Linked DNA regions of Mus musculus: region 1 is linked to region 2. A link is a contact called in public Hi-C data. All regions are on one chromosome and are shown on one strand. The core of a region is the stretch at or near the end of the contact, and the rest is flanking DNA. Distances in the headings are between cores, read along the strand shown.

Region 1 (6,745 bases), core at 2,513-5,012, 110 kb after region 2:
ACCAAGCATGAGACTTCAAGCCTCCTAGCGACATATGTCCACAGATTCGCAGTGACACACTCAGGGGTCCCTGTGTGAAAGCTGTACTTTCCCATCTTCAGTCTCTGCATCTCTCGACTCCTCAGAATAGATTGCTCTGACTTGGTCCTTCAGAGCATCTCTGTCGTCAGACTGTAGGAATCTTCCTTCACAAACACGCAAGTGACAGGTACTGAATCAACCCGGGGCTCTTCAGGAGCTGTGGTTCTATTTCTAGCTCACTAACACTCAAAGTGCAGTCCCTTTCACCTGGAAGTGTTCAGAGTCACACTCTCAAGCCTCACTCAGATCTGCTGAAGCAAGGATGCTTGGGAGGGGCCCAGCACGTGGAAATCAGCAGGCCTTGGGGTAGTAGGGTGGATTGCCTTCAGAACTATCAAATGCTAAGAAACGCATTAATCAACAAGACTAGCTCTTTAGTTAGGATGAAATGTAAGAAGCCTGATGGGATGGTGTATGCTTGTAATCCCGGCACTCAGGAGGTGGAGGCAGGAGCATCTCAAGTTCAAGGCCAGCCTGTGCTACATAGTAAGACATTGTTTCAGAAAAAAAGTAAAAAAGACAATGTAAGAATTCAATGTTGGGGGCTGGTGAGATGGCTCAGTGGGTAAGAGCACCCGAATGCTCTTCTGAAGGTCCGAAGTTCAAATCCCAGCAACCACATAGTGGCTCACAACCATCCCTAACAAAATCTGATGCCCTTTTCTTGAGTATCTGAGGACAGCTACAGTGTACTTACATATAGTAAATAAATCTTTAAAAAGAAAAAAGAAAAAGAAAAGAATTCAATGTTGTTTTCCTGTCCAAACTGTTTTTAGCATTTATTTAATGGTTATATCCACAGCCTTTAAAAGATCGAGAAGGCGCTTTGGATATAATGGGATGGATGCTGATAACAAATAACAAGTTCTGAAAAGTCACGTAGGATGGAGTACTGTGCTAGCCCATACCCCAGCCTTATGTCAGCCATCATTATAAACCTGATGAGTATTGATTGCTTGCCTTGTAAGGCTTTGTATTGATTTGAATAAAAATGGCCTGCATAGGCTCATATACTCAATGCTTAGTCCCAAGTTGATAAACTGTTTGAGAAGGATTAGGAAGTGTGGAGTGGGTGTGGCCTTGGTGGCATGGGTGTGTCACTGGGGTGGTCTGTCTGTCTGTCTGTCTGTCTATGCCTGTTGCCTGTGGGTCAGGATGTAAAGCTCTCAGCTGCTGCTCTATCTGTTCCCCACCATACTGATCGCGGACTGACTCTAAAACTCTAGGCAAACAGGGAGATGAAATGCTTTCTTCTAGAAGTTGCCTTGGTGTAGTGACTCCTCACAGAGGTAGATAGAACAGTGACCATGACTGGGCTCAGGAGAAGATTTTGTTGCTGTTTAGGTTTTGGTTTGGTTTGTGTTTTGGGAATTGTGTCATTAAACCTTTGAATTTCTTGCAGGACACCATATCCAGGGAATCCTTCCAGAATAGGGTTGAGTGGGTGTGGCTGTCCCTGGATCTTCTCCTTAGTTCTGAGCAGGTGGCTGTGTGAGTTGATATCGGCAGGTGACAGGCCCAGCCAGGGAGTTCTGGGCTCCTTAGGCTCTGCTGGCAGAAGAAGGTGGCCCGGAGGGAAACCTGTGGCTGCACACTAGCATCACAGCTGATGCTTGTTCTGGGCTTTGGGGCTTCAGTGAATGATCAAAGGCCTCTTAGCTGGCTTTTACCAGGGTCTCTGTAGGAGAAAGCAACTTGGGTTGTTTTTTTTTTTTTCATCTTTCCCTTCTAATTCATTAGAGGAAAAAAAAAAACTTACCATTTTCTGGTTCTTATTATATATATCCAAAGTCTGTAATTGGTTTGTCAGCACATTAGGCCAGATATGTGTCTTATAAAATTTGTCCCCATATTCACCAATATCCATGTTAAGTAAGACAGTAGCTAGCTCTCAGTCACACCAGTAGAAAATGACAAAATGCAGCCCAGTGCTAGTCACGTTCTGGGGGGACAAGAGAACTTCTTCAACGGTGCAAAGCAATCCACAGAAATGTTTCCTCTCTCCCGGAAGCAAATACTTTTCAGGCCTGCAGACTTCAGTCTCCATTCAGTTCCGCTTGTTTCTGCTTTCTTAGCTGTGTGTCGTGGACACAGGCTTGAATCTGGGCGTGAGTCTTAAGTACGGCATTCTTTAATTTTATCAGAGAAGCAATGTTAGTATAACACCACCATTACGGGCCATTTGGAGAACCTAGCTGATTGCAAAGACTTGACGTCATTTTCTTATAACAACTGGACCTGCATTTGAGAGTTTGGTTTCAATTATTATGTTAATCTTTATAGTTGTGTGTTACCCAGTCTGGTTCATTGACCTTAGAAATGGGGGTGACATGAGTTACTCGCTCTGTCTTTTACCATTCAAGTTTAAAACAAGGTTATCATTCTACTTTTAAAAACACCCAGTAAATTTTGCTAGGCCCCTGGTCACCAAGCTTTGATGCCCTATGGAGAATTTTGCTTAAACACAAATTTTAACCCAGCAATGCTGAGAGGATAGTAGGTGGCTGGGGTTGTGTTTCCTCACCATGCCTCTAGGTGGCGATTGTGCTGTTGATCACCTGGGAAGCAGTGAGATCAGCAGAACTGGAATTGAGCCAAGCCTTCCTTCCAGACTACACTTTCCTACCAGACCCCTAGGTGGCGCTGGTGCCACTCGAGCCACTCCTCCTGCTGGCCCCAGGACCAGTCCCGGACCCCCCCCCCCGCCCCCCCCCCCCCCCCCGGGAAATCCGTGGGGCTTCATTTTGCAAGGTGCCCTGCCTTGCTGGAGTGGGGTTCTAGGACACCTGGCTACATCACTAGCAACTGGGGCCTGAGCAGAATTCTTTGCAGGCAGCTCCTGCCTCCTCAAAACTGTGCTGTTTAAATCCAGTCAACCCAGGTCAGTCTGGCATTCTTAGGTGAGGTTTTAATGAGATTCTAAGTCTCTCAATGCTGCTCTTAAGCATGAACTAGGATTCTAGTCTGCCTTGGAATGAAAAGACAATGTTTACCAGCAGAGTCATGCCATGTAAACAGAAATTAGAAAAGCGCTCACACAACTAGCTCACTGGAGGGCTTTGCATTTTGGTGTGCTGCTAAGTGGTAGGTTTTTTAAGGGAAACATGATGGTTATTTTACAGTTTTCTTCTGATACTTTGCTCCATGGGGCTTCCTGTTGCTTCATCTCTGAACTGAGCAAAAGGCCTAACTTGCAATAAGGAAGGTTACTCTGCGGGCGCTTCTGTGACTCAGACTTCAAGGCACGAACCCAAGTGTGGTGTCCACACTCAGGCCTCATGGTTGTTTGTTCTTTGGTTGAATTTGGATTTTTTTTTCCTTTTCCTTTGGAAATCTTTATATTCTTTCTCTGAATTTTCCAAAGGGAGTGTGTATTTTTATATTCACAGTGAGAAACATTACAAAACGCTGTTCCTCAGATGCAAGGGCTTTAGAGTCTGTCCTCACCAAACATGAAGAAAACTCCCACTGTCTACACTGACCATGGCTGCCTTGTTCACTGGGAAATAGCCTTCCCATGGTGCTTCACGCTGACTGAAGAGAGACTGGAGCCTCTTGCCGGCTCACTGGTTCTTTTTATTTCCCCAAGCTGGATTAAAAGCGCTGATAACACAGTAAGAATATCAACTATAAAGCCTCCTGCTAAACAGATGTTTCTGTGAGTTAGCTTTTCTGCATTAATAAACCACAGAGAATTTAGTGGCTTAAAATAGCAAGCATCTGTTGGCTCACTGGGTAGATTCAGATGGGTCCTGCTTCTCACCCAGGGGCCCCTGTGCATCTCTGGCCAGCTGGTAGCCGATAACCTGATTCACCTCTCAGGGCTTGGCTCACCAAAGGTCTCTATCCCAGAGCAGGCCAGCCTGGCTCCATACATATGGTGACAGATAGAAGGCTCCCCAAAGTATCCAAAGTTTCTGGCGACTGAGACGCAAATGCCTCCTTGTGGAGGGGGCTGCCAAGGGTTGTCGCCACTCTACAGTCTAACATTTGCTTGTCTAACAGGCTTCTGAGGACACAGTCTCTGGAGTGGTTCTACAACAATGTGAAAAGCCGCTTCAAGCGCTTTGGCAGTGCCAAGGTCCTGAAGAACCTGTACAGAAAACACCGTCTGGAGAGCGGTGCCTGCTTCGACATCCTAGGTACCGGAGTGCCTGCTGCTCTAGGAGGGGGTGGTGGCTGGGGGTAAGAGGAGGAAGAAGGGGATCCACCCTCTTCATAGAGACAGAGAAACTTGTCTAAATAGTAGGTTCTGGAAAGAGGGCGGAGTGTCGGGTTTTAACTCAGCGTTTTGTTTGGGTGTGTGCAGGTGTGTGTGAATGCATGTGTGTATGGGTGTGCATGTTCGTGTGTGCACTCGGATGAGAAGGCCAGAGGCCAGCTTCCAGGGTCAAGAGTTGTCTACCTTGTTTTTGAGACAGGGCCTTTCACAGGCCTGGAACTCACCAAGTAGACTAGAGCAGCGGGTGAGGGAGACCCAGGGACCCACCTGTCTCTGTCCCTCCGTTATCTCTGCCACCACCAGTGTTGGGATTGAAGGCACATGCTGCTGTGCTCAGGTCCTCAAGCTTGAGCAGCAAACACTTTATACTAAGCCTCTCTCCAGCCCCAGCTCATGGGCTGTGAACGTTCCTACTGGACTAGACTTGTTGAGAGTTTGGAAAGCCAAGCTGTTTCAGCAAATTGTGGGTGTTTTAATTATGGGTCCTTCTGGTATAAATCGCCTCTGTGTGTTCGTGCACGCAAGCGTGTGCATGCATCTGTGCACATGTATGTAAAGGTCACAGAAAGCATGATGTTCCCTTCCCTACCACTCTCTCATCCCCTTGATGCAGAGTCTCCCACTGACCTGGAACCAATCCTCCTGTCTCCACTGCCCACAGCACTAGAGTTGCAAGCCTATGTGAAGCAACACCTAGTTTTTAACACTGGTTCTGGGGATTTGAACTCAGGTCCTCACACTACTGCAGCAGTGCTCTGACCACTGAGAAACCTGCCCAGCCCCTAGAAACAACTCTTAACTATCACTCCCTGATGACAAACCATTGGAAAGTCATTTCTATGCGGAGATGAGAGACCAGGTCTATGTCCTGAGAGTGCACACACCCATTTCTTCATATTCTGAGTTCTACTGAAAGACCAGATCTATGTCCTGAGAGTTTGTACACCCACAAACTCATATTCTGAGTTCTAGTTCCCAAACTTGGAACCCAGTGTCCTAGCAAAGTGACAAGAATGTCTGTGTCCTCCTGGAAAGTGTCACCTACGAGTTTCACAGGAAGGTGTTTAGCTGAGAAAAGCAACAGCCATATGAGATCAAATATGGTGGCTTAGCTCGCTTCTTTCTCAGATTGCATCTTAGGGACACTTCTGCAATAGAGAAAGGGGGCAGTTAACCCACTAGTGCGGACAACTGTTTGGGTAGCTGCCACGCCCCATCTAAAGATAAAGAGATGCCACTTCACACAACAGAGTGCTATCTATGTGCCTGTTTTTCTGGTCAAGAAGTCAAGGGCTAGAGAGGGTTGTAACTTGCTGAAGGTGACACAGCAGGCGATGTGCGGGTCCAGAGACTGGCCTCACATTCTCCAGTCCTCACACCATGGCTTCTCACTTCCCCCATACTACCTCCAAAAAAACGAACGTGGGCTGCTATGTCAGAATACACAGTACTGGGCAACTTGGAGACAGTAGAAGCCTATTTATCTGGAAGTTTAAGAGGCTGGAGAAGCCTCTCTCTTTCTCTCTCTCTCCCTTCATCTCCCTGTGTGTGTGTGTGTGTGTGTGTGTGTGTGTGTGTGTGTGTATACGCTCGAGTGTATGTGAATGCATGTGCGTATGCATGAGTGCAGTACCTACAGATCTAGAAGAGGCTATCAGTTCCTTTGGAGCTGGAGTTTCAGATGGTTGGGAATTTCCTGATGTGGGTTCTTGGAGTTAGAAGTGGTTGTGAGCCTCCTGATGTGGGTGCTGGGACCTGACCTTGGGTCCTCTGGAATAGCAGGAAAGCTTTCTTAATCACTGAGCCATCTCTCCAGCCCCTTGCTAAGGACCATTTTGCTGTGCTATCCAGAGCAGAAGACAGAAAGGCAAGTCACACATGAAACACCAAGAGAAGAGGCAGGGACGTTCCTAATAAGCCCACTCTTGAGTGACTCCACTTCCAGGAAACACTAATCCTCCTGGTCTCGTCACCGCTTGTTAGGGCCGCTTCCAAAATCATCACACTGAGGATGAAGCTCATCATGAGTTTAGAGAGAAAATATACTCAAGTCATAGCAGAAGATACTGAATATACTCAAGTCATAGCAGAAGATACTGGAAGAAAGTTGGGGTTGCAATTGCACCAAAACCCATTGTGCAGAGAGAAAAACAGCAGGTCAAATCCTGGACCATTGTAGCATGAACCCATTTGCAAGGCAGGCTTCATCAGTGTGGCTGATCCACCAGCTCAGTGGCTCAATCCCACCCATGTTCATCAGAGACCTCTCACGGCCGTGTTACTCTCTCCTCTAGGAGGAGGATTGTTTGAACCAAACCTGGAGAATGAAGGGAGCATTTCAGGAAGTGACTCCACGTTCTACAGGCAGTCAGAAGGTAAGGGCACTTGGCTGACCGCTGCTCACAAGTTGGAGGGCTCAGAGGCTGGAGTGGGCTAGCTGTG
Region 2 (6,698 bases), core at 1,382-3,881:
CACACCTGGATTGGTGATCCTGGGTTCTATAAGAAAGCAAGCTGAGCAAGCCAAGGGAAGCAAGCCGGTAAGTAACATCCCTCCATGGCCTCTGCATCAGCTTCTGCTTCCTGACCTGCTTGAGTTCCAGTCCTGACTTCCTTTGGTGATGAACAGCAATGTGGAAGTGTAAGCTTATTAACCCTTTCCTCCCCAACTTGTTTCTTGGTCATGATGTTTGTGCAAGAATAGAAACCCTGACTAAGACAAGAACCAACTCTCAAATGTTGTCTAGTTCCTTAGGGTTTCTATTGCTGGATAAGACACCATACCCATGGGTGCTCTTACAAAAGAAAACATCTAACTAGGGCTGGCTTACAGGTTCAAAGGTTTAGTCCATTACTGTAGTGGCAGGAAGCATGGTGGTGTGCAGGCAGACATGGTGCTGGAGAGGTAGCCGAGAGCTCTGCATCTGGATCCACAGGCAACGGGAAAAGAGAGTGACACTGGGCCTGGCTTGGGCTTCAGAAACCTCAAAGCCCACCTCCAGGGACACACCTCCAACAAGGGCATACCTACTTCATGGTCACTGCTCCTAATAGTGCCACTCCCTATGAGCCTATGGGGGCCACTTTCATTCAAAACCTCACACTTCCACGTGCATGCCTTGGCATCTGAATGCCCATGAACACATACAATAAATATTTAAAAATCATTGCAGCCTTTACAGTGCGTACAGACTGGATTTGTTCAAGAAGTACATAGGTATTTTATTTTTATTTTATGAGTATTTTGCCTGTATATAGGTCTGCCTGCTATTTGCACGCCTTCTTCATGTGGTCAGAAGGCTTCGGATTCCCTGGAATTGGAGTTACAGATAGTTGTGATCTGACATGTGGGTGCTGGGACTCAAACTCTGGTCCTCTGAAAGAGCAGACCGTGCTATTAACTCATGAGCCATCTCTCCAGCCCAGGGCAGGGGGATTTTGTTGGGTGATGTAACATGCACTCTGGGAAACAGAAGACTGAACTCAGTCCTGGAATCTTGTAATTCCAGCCTAGGGGATGGTGCCGCCCACAGCTGACGGGTCTCCCCATAATCAAGATAATCCTGCGGTGGAATGCCCAGAGGACCACCTCGTAGGTGGTTCTAGTTTGTCTCAAGTTGACAGTTGCAATTGATCATCACAATCATAACACATAGCTTTCCCCCAGAGAGAGCACACTTTGGTTGTGCTCAGTGGCAGGAGCTGAGACACTGGCAGACAAAGGTAGGAGGGAGTCTTGTGAACGGTTGAATGTTGGACTGTGTGGATACTAACCGGGCCTACATAAACAGATTTAGAACGGAAAATAAGTAAAATGTACACAAAATAAGCTTTCTTTCATTTTAGCAGTTTAAAAATCCCTCAAGGGAGGAAACCGTTTCTTTAGAGAAACCAATTTAATGCCTTACACGTTCTTAATTTTCCTCCCTCGTTGCTCCGCAAAGGCGCTTCCCCCCCCCCCCATCTACCTTGCATGCATTTACATAGGACACGACCTCAGCTCATTGACCTATGAGATTTAGAACTGAGATTTAGATTTTGAAATCACCGCCGTAGCGCTATAGAAGCTTTATTCTGACGGAGTCGCTGCTGCCAGGCAGTTGACACTGACAGGTGTTCCCCAGTCGACGCTGCTGAGGCTTAAGTAGTTGGTCTCAATATCCGGGGCCCTGGGCTTGCTGGATGAGCAAGTGCGGCCCTAGATTGCAGGACAATCTCAACTCCTTGTCATCCTTTGGGGACCATGGACTGCAAGCACGCGCCCCAGAGCACTCCTCACTGGCAGTATTCCAGGACTCACTATCCCAGAGGTGCAGCGGTTATGGGGGCGCACACAGGATTAGAACCCCCTGAGCCAAGTGCGAGGTAGTCAGTGTGTGTTGAATGAGCGAGCGTGGCTAGCTCAGTAAATTCCCTGGAGAAGAACGTAATCCAGACCGGAATCACAACGGTGCCTTAAAAATACCTTGGGGTGGGGGGCAGTGAAGTGAAAGATGTTGATGCAGGCGGGCCACGAGTCTTTGGTGAGGCTGGAGCCAGCAGGTCGCGCTGTTCCTAGGACTAAGAAGGCCCAGGTTGCGGTGACCCATCCTTCAAGCGGGCGGGTCTCCAAGGATGCAGAGCCTGACTTCAATACTAGGGATGACCTGAAGCTAGGGCTGGTTGAGTAGGGGTGCTCACGATCGCGACCCCCGCACCGCACTGCGCCGCAGCCCGCAACGACCCGGGTGCGCGCAGCCCCAGCCCCGCCTCTTCCCTATGCGCCCCGCCCCTCCCGGCGCGTGCCACCCGCGCACCCGGGGAGCTCGCGAGGAACCCGCGGGGTAGGCGGCCGGTGTCCCGGCGCAGGCGCGCTGGTGTCGCCGCCGCTCCCGCCAGCCGCCCCGCACGCGCCCCCGCCCCGCCTCCGCACGCGCCGCCGCCCCGGGCGCCTGTGATTGGCGGTCAGCGGGGCCCGCAGGTGGCGGCGGCCGCAGTGGCTTGGGCTGGCGCTGGCTGGGAGCCTGGAGCGGGCGCCTCCCTCGCGCCGCGCGCCCTCGTCCTGCCCGCGCTGCCCGGCTCCCGCTGTGACTGCGGCCCCAGCTCGGGCGCACCGGCGATCTGCAGCCTCGGGATCGCGCGCTGGACGCAGGCTGCGGCAGGTGACCCGGGGCCATCCGAGGCGCGGTGGCTGTGAGCCTGGCCGCCATCCATGAGCTCCGCCGCGGACCCACTCCAGGCCGGCCACCCCGGGTGAGTCCTCCAGCTCTCCCCTCCGCGCCCGCAGCTCGATGCCATGCTTCCCTGCCACGTTGCCGCAACTTTTGGGGTGGGTGTCTGAAGATGTCGCGCGCGCGGTCCCCCGCACCTGGTGCGCGTCTGGGGCCAGGGCTGCGGGACATGGCCAGCCTGCCTGTGCGGAGGGGACGGTGGGGTCTTGGACTTAGCCTCGACAGAGTCAGATCCGCCTCTTTCCGTGGCTACGGGGGCGGGAGCTGACCCCTGCGTTTCCCCGATGGCCACGTAGCGCTCGGGATGCGGTGCGCCGCGCACCTTGCTAAGGGATCCGCGCACCGGCGGGCGCCTCAAACCACCCGGTGCGCACCCGGCAGCTGGCCAGCATGGACCACGTGACTCTTTTAGACTCTTAATGTTTGTAAAATGGGGCTAATTAGGTACTCGCCGAAGGTCATGGCCAGGGCACAGCGTTAACCCCCAAGGCAGACTGCGTCTGGGCTCAGCCCCGGGTTGCCTGAGGAGGAGAGGTGCGCTGGTGAGGCAGGCACTGGGCGAGGTGTTCCTTCGTCCTGCTCTCTTTCTCGGTTCCTCCTATCTTCAAAGACAGGAGACTTGTTGAGGTTTCGAGCTCATCCGCAGGGTCTCAATAGCGGTTTCGGGGGGTGGGGGGGTGGTTAACGTCTGGCTGTCTTCCGTGTGAGCGTGCTGTGGAGCATTTGTGTGGTGGGAACGCTCACAGTTGCCGCATCCGAGGTTCCATCCTCTTCTAGTCACTCAATTGACTGATGTTTCTGCAGAGTGTGGAGTCGAGGACTCTGCTAAGCGCCAGGGCTTACATAGACTGTGTTTGGCTTCTGGTCTCCCAAATAAACCTTGTCCTCAGGACGTGTGTCCCAGCCACTCTTCCAAGACACACCAAAGGGAGGGAGCTGACACACCGAAAAGCAGCTTTCTCTGAAGATCTCTCCCATCCGCTAAAATTCCTTGAAAATGGACTACATTTCTATCCGCCCCACCCCTTACCTATAATATACATTTTGTTTATTATCTTGAGACTTTCCCAGGGACGGGAGAGAGATTGTTCCTCCTGCCCTGCCATTTCCCTGTTCCCACATGTCCTTCTCACCCTCTGACCTCCAGCTGCAGTTTTGATACTCAGTGATGACACTGTTACACATAGTCCTGGGATAATTGACAGGCGTTTTTTTTTTTATTTCTTTCTTTCTTTCTCTCCCCCCCACCTCCCCGCTCCTGGGGCTCCCGGGGTACGGTGTGAAAAAGCGCTGGGGTTGTGGTACCAGGTAGAGGGAAGATGTTGTAAGGGATCTTTCGGGAGGAGTGGTATGGAAATGAGGTGATTTCAAGGATTTGACAGCAACATCAGGACCCTGTTTGCAGATCTAAATATCTTTTTCTAGAGATATTTAGTTTTGGTAAAGCTTTGAAGACTGCTTTCCATCTTCAGATTGGAATCCAGTGGGTAGCTGTTTTCCTGATCTTCCCCCCACCTATGGAGGGGGTGCCTCTGAACTAGAAGTTGTGTCTCTTTAGCTGGGGACTCTCTGGAGGTCTAAGGAGAAATTGCCTCCCCTCCTCCTCCCCCCTCGTGGTGTATGGTTGTTTCTGGGCATGTGTGTGTATATATAGTCAAGCATGTATGTCTCTCTGAAGATGATGTCTGTGGCAGGAGTCTTTTGAGATCTGGATTTTATCTTTCTGTGTGGGAGAGGGAAGGATGGAATTCACTCGAGTTTGGGAAAATGTCCTGCTAGCCACATCTGGTGTTAAACTAGCAGTCTTGTAGATCATGTCCGGGGTGGGGTGGGGTGGTGGTGAGGTGGTGGTGAGGTGGTGGTGAGGTGGGGGAGTGGGGTAAGAAAACATGACAGTGAGTTGGTATTCAGGGAAAGCAGAACTCAAGGTCTTCAGCCCTTGGTCAATTTGTCTTAACATGTTATTAAAGTATAATTACAAAAAGTTTTATAGCTCAAAAGTGTATATTTAGGGCTGGACAGACAGCTCAGCAGTTAAGATCACTGGCTGCTCTTGCAGAGGACCTGGGTTCGATTCTCAGCACCTGTGTGTTGGCAAATAACCATCTGTAACTCCAGTTCCAGGGAATCTGACATCCTATTTTGACCTCTGCAGGCACAGAACACACATGGCACACATATATACACCCAGGCATGTATACACAGATAAAACAAAATAAAGTGAGTAAATATTTAGAGTGTATATTTGATGGATTTTAATAGACAAGCCACACCTGTGTATCTGGTGTCCAGACTAAGAACAAAAAGCTTCGTAGTTTCCCTGTAACTCATGAAAGGCAGCAGCCCCAGAGGCAGCTATCACCTTGTTTAGTTTGGCCAGGCAACATTCACTTCATCTTTATCCCATCATTTGCCTATCAAGCTGAAATAAGAGCTTCCTAGTTCTATGTCCTTTAAGACAGTGTCTTACCTATAGCTCAGGGTTCATGGGATTCTCTACATAGTCCAGGCTGAACTCAAACCTGTGGTGTTCCCCTGCCTCAGACTCTGGAGTACTGGTATTAATGGTGTGAGCCATCTCTGGCTTAATTTTTTTTTAAACCTTCCTTTTTATCGAGCTCAAACCAAGAGTCCTTTATCTACGGCAGACAACTAGTAGAAAAAGTCTCATCTTAGGCTCTGGGTTGGCTGTCCCCCATCCACGAATGATCAGTGTTCTTTGATTGGGGTGATGGGAGACCCCGGGTATAGCAGTGGGGTTCAGTTTACTCCCTGTATCTCTCTCTCATCTTAAGTGGTGTGATATAAATGAAAAATATGAATGGCTTTATTTCTAATTCCTCAAAGTCAAAAGTTGGATGGAATCATAACATTTCAACTCATCTACGACCTGTTGGGGCTGTTGCCTCATAGTGGCCACATGTTAGCTGGAGAACCCAGACACCCACCATCACGACAGGGATAAAATCCAACAGCCCAGGATCTCCAGAAACAAATAATGTTCATAAATAATGTTTTCTGCTCTCTGATCGGAAGGCCCCTTTTGGTCCCTACTACTAAGTCCATGGATAGACTCCATCTGGGGTTTGGGAGCTGTTTTGTGATCTGGGCCAATGCTGCCTTTTCCTCAGTCCTGTGGAACTATGGTGGCACATCCTTGGGGTATTAAAGAAAGCTTGGCTAGGTATGTGTGTTATATATCAACCTAGAATCCCCCAACAGTTTGAAGGTTCTCTTTCATAAGGCCAAATGGCTTCTTTCACAGAGCACTATCTATGGTGAGTTTTAAGGAATGGATAGGTTACTGGGATACGTTCAGCATCTTGCAGGGAGAGTTCAAATCAGGAGGAGGAGGAGGTGAGGATGTGGGATCTGGCGTGGAGAAGGCTAAGTGAGGCAGCCCCCTGTAGATGCCTGTGCCGATGAGTGTTGTCAAGTCATCAGAGGCTGTTTGGAGTGCTGTGTTCTTTTGGTGACTGTATTCTTTCTCACCACTGTGACAAAACTCCTTCTGAGAGCAATTACGGAAGGAAGGATTTGTTTTGCTCACAGTCCCAGGACGCTCGCTGTCATGACTGGGTAGGTATGGCTGCGGGATCACGGATGTAAGGTTGCTGTCTTAGTGAGGGTTTCTACTCCTGCACAAACATCATGACCAAAAGCAAGTTGGGAAGGAAAGGGTTTATTCAGCTTACATTTTCCACATTGCTGTTCATCACCAAAGGAAGTCAGGACTGGAACTCAAGCAGGTCAGGAAGCAGGACTGATGCAGAGGCCATGGAGGGGTGTTACTTACTGGCTTGCTTCCCCTGGCTTGCTCAGCTTGCTTCTTTATAGAACCCAAGACTACCAACCCAGGGATGGTCCCACCCACAATGGGCCCTCCCACCCTTGATCACTAATTGAGAAAATGCCTTACAGCTGGATCTCATGGAGGCATTTCCTCAACTGAAGCTCCTGT

Evidence for each region. Hi-C and Micro-C count contacts between places; a contact is called where the count stands out from the background.
Region 1: a contact with region 2 is called in a Hi-C map of cerebral cortex, with 2.7 times the contacts expected there. The contact joins the enhancer-like site here to the promoter of Myrip in region 2. A contact is called at or near these places in 3 of 39 promoter capture datasets (embryonic stem cells, hippocampal neurons and stem cell-derived epiblast-like cells), 4 of 484 Hi-C or Micro-C datasets (cerebral cortex, cortical neurons, stem cell-derived neural stem cells and 1 more), 1 of 115 datasets of contacts at active chromatin or transcription factors (stem cell-derived neural progenitor cells) and 3 of 9 other capture datasets (adipose tissue, liver and pancreatic islet).

The regions. Positions count from the first base shown.
Region 1 is chr9:120,413,054-120,419,798 of GRCm38.p6, forward strand. Myrip (myosin VIIA and Rab interacting protein) reads left to right here. Exons shown (of 17, transcript NM_144557.5): 4 at 4,087-4,223; 5 at 6,598-6,678. Among named protein-coding and RNA genes, the nearest start is that of Gm34159, 53 kb to the left of the region's middle. Within about 2 kb of position 3,763, at least 29 of the 459 cell types and tissues checked have an H3K27ac peak or open chromatin away from gene starts, as enhancers often do. A contact at or near this core is called in cerebral cortex and pancreatic islet, where this site is marked.
Region 2 is chr9:120,301,442-120,308,139 of GRCm38.p6, forward strand. It overlaps Myrip (myosin VIIA and Rab interacting protein), which reads left to right and starts at 2,632. Exons shown (of 17, transcript NM_144557.5): 1 at 2,632-2,759.